Linked DNA regions of Danio rerio: region 1 is linked to region 2. The links are chromatin contacts, called in public HiChIP or PLAC-seq maps. All regions are on one chromosome and are shown on one strand. Each heading gives the region's core, a stretch centred on a gene start, on an enhancer-like site or on the middle of the called end of the contact. The rest is flanking DNA. Distances are from core to core; before and after follow the strand shown.

Region 1 (4,288 bases), core at 67-2,566, 94 kb after region 2:
AAATCTCACTTTTTTACAATTTTATTTCTCTTATCCCCAACTATCTGTTATTTTTTAAAACCATTTTGTTTGAGACCTGAAAAGACTTGCAAATCAGGGGAAAGAGTATTTATAAAACTGAAAACTGCGGCTGAAGTGACTCACAATTACTCTAAATTACTCTAAATTAAACTCTTATTACCTCGACAACTATACACTGTTACCAATTTCCTGCAAAATCTACACACTGTAAAAAAATCCTTGTTGCCTTAAATTTTTAAGCTGAATCAAATTAACCTGATATGTCCATTGAACTTATATTAAGTTATACTGACTTAAAACAGCTTGCGTGACTCATACAATTAAGTTAGAACATGATTAACTTAGTTAAATATGTTACAATGACCTGAAAACACATGCTGTCAGGACTAATTGATCATATCATTTTTTACAGTGCGGTAACGTACTGGCAGCAATTTGCCGGTAAGTTACTGTAAATCAGCAAAAATACGGTATTTACATTTACAGCAACATTCACCTTGCTGTATATTTACAGTATTGTATATATTTACTGTAAAATATACAGTAATTTACACAATGCAATTTTAAAATCCAGTACTGCATAACTGTCCAGCAGTTAAACACAGTTCATATTAACGTTCACTTCGCCAGTGACTTACTGTAAATCCGTTACAGTAAAAATGCTGTATTTACATTTTCAGCACCATTTACCTTGCTGTGAATGTAGTTACAGTATTGTATATCTTTATGTGAAGCAGTCGTTTTCACAATGCAACTTTAAATATACAGTACTGCATAACTACAGTAAAAACTGTTCATATTACAGTTAAATACTGTGTAATTTATAATAATAATTAACAGTGTAGAATAACCACAACTGACTAATTCAAGCAGGTTACTTTACATGCTTCAAAAAAATTACTATTTGTTCATAAAGGCTTTACAGCATGTTATATGGTTCAAATAAATGGACATTTATTTGAGATGGATTGGTCTTTAAAGAAAATGTGTTACCCATCCTTTCCTCAGTGATATGTGATGTCATTTTCTCCACAGTCTCTTCCTGGAAGGAGGAAATTATTGACAACAGAAGGATTTTATCAACATCTGCAGTGACCGAAAATAACAGACACACACACATTCTTTCATCTCACAGGCAAAGAAAGCAGCAGTTTTATGTATATAGTCTCTAAACTTCCTTTAATTCCGTATGCATGCATGAAAAGCTCTTCACAAATCCCCTGCCTGGTCCCCCTATGACGTAATTGCGGGTCCCCGTCACACAGATAAGGGGAAGATCGTGATTCCCGCTCCAGATCCGCACCGGAAATTCTGTCCATTCGTACACGTCTCCCAGTGTGTGTGTGTGTGTTTATTACTGCCTAAAACGAAAGCCTACAGTTAATTTGTCTTACCTGACGTGTCCGTCACTTGTGCTACACGAGCTTTTAGCACAAGCCTGCGGCACCGACAGACAAAATGTGGATTTAAGTTGTTGACGGAGGGCGATAAAACAACGCGCGCCGACTTCACTCCCGTGGATAGAGTTAATATGATGCATCCACGAGTATGGAGAGCCCTGTTTTTGATCTCTGTCTTCTGTCAGCTTGGGATGACAGGCAAATACGGTAGGTGTTAATGTGGAGAGAAGGAAAAAGTCTTATTATCAATGGAATCTGTTGCATTGTGCACGGACACGGTGTGTTTTTAAGGCCTATGACAACGATAGGAGCACATTTACTAGCTATAATATTGCAAACGCCTCTAATCAAAGCAAGTGTTTAGCTTTGTGTGGTGAAAATCTCATTTACTTGTAATGTAGGCTAATCTGTATTTTTTTAAATCAATTTTGACAATATTAGCATATTGTGTTTGACACTCATTGACTTCAGCTAATATTCTGAACACCCAAAACATGCATCAAAAAGAGTGTTTAATGTTCAAGCCGAGCTGTTTTCATCTGTGTCACGCAACTGGTGGAAATGGACAGTATGTAGACGAGGAGTCGTTGAGTGAAGAGCAGCGTTTCAGCACCATGGAGAGGGGCAATGCTCATTTAGTTTATTTTGGAAGCATCTAGACACTTTATCTGCTCGGTAACCTGTGTATGAATCACACAATACATATCATCCAGGCATTATTTATTTAATAAAAATACTCTACTCTCTCCCGTCTCTGGTCCGACCAATCAAAACGACTCTTCTCTGTATCCTTGGCGACACTGAAGGAGTGACCCATTTGCAAATTTGTTTTCTGGAATATGTTGTCGTCTAATTATTCTTAAATATATCGCCTATATCATCTTTAGTTCTCAAATAACAGTCTCTGTGGTACATTTGCACGGTTTGTGGGAGATTTGTTTGTTTGTTTACGGTTTTTAGCTATTTCATTTATTCGTGCGTTGTTCACGTTGTTTACAATGGACATTTATGAATGGTGGAGCTCAGCGGTTAAATATTAGCTGCCCTTAAAATCCGCCATCAAAAACTGCTCAGTTTGTGCTGTTTGCTTTTAAATTTTACTCCCTGAAAAATAAAACATATAGATATGTTTATGGGTATTTAATTTTCTGGTAATTTTGTTATGTATTTATTCATATTTTGCTTGAGTACAGACATTTATTTTACAAATTCACAAGTTCTGCAGGCTTTGCACGTAGGAGTTTGTCATTCGTTTAAAACGACAATGACAATCTCTCATCCCCCACCTTTCAGTTTTTCCCCTTTAAATCCAGTCATATCAAAATTATTATTAATTATTATCTTACTTTGTTTTGTTTGAGACCTGCAAATGTCTGCAAAGCAGATGAAAGGGTGTTCGATTATATATAATAAAATATCTGAAAATTGCGTCTGACATATGACTCATAATAACTCTAAACCTAGAGGTTGTAGTACACTGAAAAGCAAACAATACAGCGGTTATTCCTTTTAAAATTGAGTGTAGCCTATGATTAACCTTACATTTGACTATTTTACTGTAATCTGTGCAGACCCTCAGTATTTTGTGTAAACATATTGCTTATGAAGGGCAATAGGTGGCTTAGTGGTTAGCACTCACATCAAGTAGGGCGCTGATTCCAGTGTAGCACCTCTGTGTGGGGTTTGCATGTTCTCCCAATGTTGGGTTTTCTCCATGCGCTCTCGTTTCCCCCACAGTTTAAAGACATACGCTATAGGTGAATTGAATAAACTAAATTATACATAGTGCACATAGAGTATAAACGAGAGTGTATGGGTGGTTCTCAGTACTGGGTTGCAGCTGGAAGGGCATCCGCTGTGTAAAAGATATGCTGGATAAGTTGTCAATTCATTCCACTGTAGCGACCCTTGATAAATAAAGGGACTAAGTCGAAGGGAAATGAATGAATGAATGTTGTTTATGAGGCCATGAGTCCTGTTTGAGCATAATTGCACTGTATGTGTTGAAGCCTGTAATCTCCATCAGTGGTTGGGGTTGTTAATTATGTTTTACATTCAGAGCACTTTTAATCATTAATCCAGTGTGAACAAAACACTCGGCGTGATGATTTTAGTCATTAGTGGAAATGAGAGGATGACATCACATCCTGCTGCATGTATGCACCCAGACTAATGAAAAATAGATGTTACATGCCTGTGGCGGCATTTTTATTTATTTTTTATATTTTAAAATTAGACTACATTCCTTCTTGCAGGTTTCATGTGATTTTAATGTGAAATGTCCAGTGAGTTTTGCTATTTATTTAATATAATTAAATTGAAAGTGATAAATGTGACTACACATTTAATTTTTGGGTAAACGTAATTGCTTTATGTTCTATCTACTAAATTATTTACTTTAACTTAATGGATTTGTGTTGGGACAACATGAATAAATTGTGTGGAACTCTGCATTATTTACAATGCACAGTAAAATTGCAATATTATATTTCCTTATTGTGGTTTAAAGTGGCGACGCAGTGGCGCAGTAGGTAGTGCTGTCGCCTCACAGCAAGAGGGTCGCTGGTTCGAGCCTCGGCTGGCTCAGTTGGCATTTCTGTGTAGAGTTTGCATGTTCTCCCTGCGTTGTGTGAGTTTCCTCCAGGTGCTCCGGTTTCCTCCACACTAAAGACATGCGCTACAGGTGAATTGGGTAGGTTAAATTGTCTGTAGTGTAAGAGTGGATGAGAGTCTATGGATGGGTTCCAGAGATGGGTTGCAGCTGGAAGGGCCTAAAACATGTGTTGGATAATTTGGCGGTTCATTCCGTTGTGGCGAACCTGGATTAATAAAGGGACTAAGCTGAAAAGAAAAAGAATGATTGAATG
Region 2 (4,618 bases), core at 2,110-4,609:
GGAAAAATAAATATGATAAAGTTATTGAGCAAATGTGAGCAAGATGAAATGTAATCATCATAAATTGCATTGACATGCAAATGGTAAAGCTGTATACATTATAAAAAAACAATCAATTAAGAAATACAATATCAGGGCTCAAAAATAAGAACTGCCCAATGGCAGGATTGTTTAATTTGTCTGCTACTATTTGTCAATTATGCAAATTCAGTCTTAAAATCCAAAAACAGTTTGTGCTTTGAAGCCTTTAAATGCTACCTTGTGATGTCGTAAACACCATGTTGCTTTTCGGATGTTATGAGCACATTATTTTTTCCTGTAACATGATATCAACCAGGGGTGCGTTTCCCTTACAATAACGTAACTCACGGCTGAACTATCATAGTACGATACATCGTTTGAGAAAAGAACGATGTACTTGTTTCCCAAAACCTGTAGTTTCTCTGTTGCAGATCCATCGCTTGAACCACGTTAGTTATAACGTAAAACGCCCATAATGACGCTCTAAACTGGGCGGAGGAACTACTTTTTTGGAGAAGAACCCCATCATTTCTTTGTGCAAATTATATTGTTTTACACAAACATGCATTTAAAATAAAATCCAATATTAGTTTTGGTAAAAACATGCACTCGCTTTCCATATTAACTGAAATATATGTAAATGCCACATATAGAGCCTTTGTTTCCTTTACAAATATTATTGAGAATATGACATCCTATTCTAAAACAAATCACTTACAAAAGCTAACACGTATTCTAATATCATATATAAATCATATGAATCAATAAGTAATGAGGCCATTATAAAATTAAATTTAATATTTTTATTATATATTAGAAAATGAAAAAATCCTAATGTAATATTAATATTAATAATATTAATGATCATTATGAGGATGATGATGATGATGATAATTATTAGTTAATTTAATTATTATATATTAGAAATAAAAAAATCATAATTTAATAATAATATTAATGATGATGATGATGATAATGATGATGATGATTAAGTAGGGTATTGTTTATTATTATTATTTTTTTTAGAAAAGTCTACTTTTACAATTTGACACTTGTAAACCAGCAGGCCCATATCATGTATAGTACAGCTACTTAATAAATAACCCACTATCAGTTAAAAGAATTAACGTACTGTATGCTTTTTGTTTTCACAAGCTTTGGAGACGTAACATATATTGCCCTTTTAAATAATAGGTCACCTATAGCTTTCGCTTGAGGCTGTGTTCAAAGTGACATCCATGTTTTCAAAGTGCACGAAGGGAACACAATTGTATACATGAAGATCGCTAAAACTGAAGTGTAAAAATAGTTTGAAAGCAAATTACACCTAAAGAAGATGGCCTTAATGCTTTTTTATTTTTATTAATTCTAACTTTGAATATTAGAAGGTTCTTAATGAATAGGGCATAGGGGGGATAAGTGGCAATAGAACACAGCTAGGAACTGTTTTTGACTACAGCTCCAGAGCTGTAGTTGCGAGTGCTTGAGTTTGCTACGCAGTTTGCGAATGTTCGTTGAATCGACGGATTTGGGAAACGGCAAATTAACAAACTATGCTTGTAATGACAGTCCTTGCGACCTTAGTTGGCTAACGATGTTTTTGGGAAACACACCCCATAGTGAACAGTGCAACAGTGCAACTCTTTTTAGCAACAGTGTACAATCTGTAATTCAAACACCTCTGAAAAAAATTATGCCAAAAGTTATAAATCAATCATAAATCATTGCTCATACAGCATTAAAATGAATCCTAAAATGTTTCTTCATCTATTAAAGATTTTAAAAGCTACACCAATTTATAACACTTCAAACTGTAGTCTCTGTGTGCTGCTAAAACAGGGATTTATGGCTCGAAAACAGAATCTTTTTAAAGAAAATGGTCTAAAAATATGGAAGCTTTTCAATTTTTATTATTTTTTTGTATCAAGCTAAACATAAACAAAATGGTACAAACAATATTAAATACCGTCATCTCAAGGTTGAGTAATGAAATAGGCAAACATAATATGCGGCTCAAGGATAAAAAAAAGAACAGTTTTAAAATAAATTGCAATGAAACAAAAATTATATTAAAATAAAAATAATATACAGGCTTTGAAAATTTAATTTAATTATAAAAGTCCGGAAAATACATAAGCTTAAGGGCTTTTTTTTCCATTCACCAATTTTACAGATTTGCAAAGAAGTTTTACCTCATTCATCCACGGATTAAATTTAGGAGTAGATTTGGACCATCTGCATTTGTCAATAAAGAATTTTCCAAAACATAATAGAACATTGACAGCAAAATGAAAGCCTTTGTTTTCAAGTAAGATACCAAACTTAGCAGTCTTTACAGTGAGTGGAGGGAAATGTAACACGTCTGTACCTCTGACTGAAAGGGAAACATCATGTCACAATGATAAAAAAACATGTTCCAAACTCTCCATCTCTTTTTCACAAAAAAAAAAAAATAAAAAATAAAATAAAATAAAAAAAAAACCACAATCATTCACATCAAAATTAAATTTTAATCTTGAAAAAATCTTTGGTAGGATAGATCTCATATAATATTTTAAAGCTTACCTCCATAACTTTAGGAGTAAGAGGAAAAGACAAATATTTTTTCCTTACTCTTTTAAGTTCAACATTGTAAAAATCCTTAAACAGGAATTCTCTTCTAATTAGATTTGGAAATTGTGACTGTAAAATGAAGTTCTTGATGATTTTGTCAGAGCATTTGCTATCACAGAAAGCATAACCATTGACAGACAGTTGCCTCAGTTTTGGAGAAGTTCTGGAATATATAATTAAAGCCTATTTCAATTGAAAGTTACAGACACAAATTAATAAAGAAACATTTAAAAATGTGTCCAGTGCATTGAAACCAAAAACAACAAAGAACATTTAAAAGGCTTTTAAAAGCCAAAAAGCCCAAGATCTCAAAAATCTGGTCATGGTGCATGAGAAATCACAAGGAAGAAATACTGAACAATGCTGGAAACTTTCAATGACTTCCATAGTATTTTTTGTTTCTTTGGTTGCTGGCTTCCAACATTATTCAGTATTACTTTGTCTTCGACAGAATTTCATAAAAGTTAAGAGCCACTTGAGTGTAAATCGTGAGGAAATTTTCATTTTTGGGAGAACCATCTATCCCTTTAAACCATGCATTTCTGTACCACAAAGAGATTAAAACCCAATGTCTTTCAAGCCTTCATGCATGTTATGTCCAAGTTTAAAAAGCTAACACTGAATGGGGCGCTTCATTCACGGAGGCCCCTTTGTGCGCCTCCCCCCGCTCTCGGCGAATGGTTCACTCCGAAGACACGGAGCATGTGAATCAAAATGAAAACACTGAGTGCCATCAGATACACACTAGGAAGAAAGGAAAACCGGAGGGATGCGAAAAAGCCAGGGTTATCATGATATCGAATCAATATGAAAGCATCTGGACCCGTTTTAACCATTTAAGTGAACCGGTTTCACGCTGTAGGCTCAACATCGTGACACACTAACGTTAGTTGTCTTGTTATTAGATCACAGACTGGATTCTGAATGCTTCGGAATGAGGGAAAACATTGTCACAAAAGGATGCTAAAACTGAATTATCAGTGCTTGCTGTAAGCAAATAAACCCTCTGCTGTCGAGCTGTCACGGCGGTAAGTTATGTGATTTTTTTCATCATGTAACGTTAAGTTCTTTATAAGCCTGATTTTAAACTGTTGTTTTAACCAAAGTAGTTTGTAAACCCTTTCATTTCATAAAAATATTCTGCATGTATTTTTGGTATCACTAACCCTTATACGGTTATATGTTGGAGGGTTTGTGCAGTCCTTTGTCCAGTGTGGTAAACGTTACTTACAACGTACATGACGAATTACCATGCTATACTGTAGTAAGGCTATCTCACAAGGGGAAAAGTGCTTTTAAGTAGGTTGTCTCGAATTTCAAATCTCATTCATATGTACACCAGATGATGGTTTTTTGGCAGCGTATTCGCTGTCGTTGAGCCATTGTTCAGCCCATTGTGTGGCTCTTTTGTTTCTCGCGCTGTGTACATTAAGCCGTATAGGGTTGTTTTTCTTCTATGGTGTGCATCTTAGCTGAGCTCCGTGTCACGACAGCAGCAACAAGCTGCCAGTACAATATGTACCGTTACATCCCTTGGTGGTGTAAAAAATATTGCCAACATTTCTGTCGTTGTCCGCCGTGAAAACAAGCGGGATTGATCGCGAGCTCGATAGCTGGAAGAAGTCACGTGTTCATCACGACAGAACTCGCTTATTGTTTTGTTATCTGTCAATGTTATCCTGTATAAACTCTAATAAATATTTCTACATAGGCAGATAAATATGGTTTACATCATTATGTTATTAATAGTTACATTATGTTATATTTAACAGGGGTGCTTAAAGGTGTCTATATATATTTCAGGATCGTTTTCTTTTGTTTACTTCTTTACTTGAGTCATCTGAGGTATAATCATGGTGGTTTTAAGTTGTAATGAAATTTTACAAGGTTAATTTAGTTTTTTTTACTGATTTGCATAATTTGAATAAAAAAAAACAAGTTTTAAACTTAATTGCAGTCATTTTCAAGTCAGGATTAATATAAT

What was found. HiChIP or PLAC-seq counts read pairs in DNA pulled down with a chosen protein or histone mark.
Region 1: an H3K4me3 HiChIP or PLAC-seq map of embryo shows a contact between it and region 2, with 2.8 times the contacts expected there. The contact joins the promoter of ptprna here to the promoter of tmem198aa in region 2. A contact is called at or near these places in 2 of 4 datasets of contacts at active chromatin or transcription factors (embryo and gastrula embryo).

The regions. Positions count from the first base shown.
Region 1 is chr9:7,624,489-7,628,776 of GRCz12tu, forward strand. It overlaps ptprna (protein tyrosine phosphatase receptor type Na), which reads left to right and starts at 1,317. Exons shown (of 23, transcript NM_001130588.2): 1 at 1,317-1,628. The coding sequence starts at 1,553. It overlaps LOC141376068 (a long non-coding RNA gene), which reads left to right. Exons shown (of 3, transcript XR_012385157.1): 3 at 1-998.
Region 2 is chr9:7,528,522-7,533,139 of GRCz12tu, forward strand. It overlaps tmem198aa (transmembrane protein 198aa), which reads left to right and starts at 3,360. Exons shown (of 5, transcript XM_686856.10): 1 at 3,360-3,662.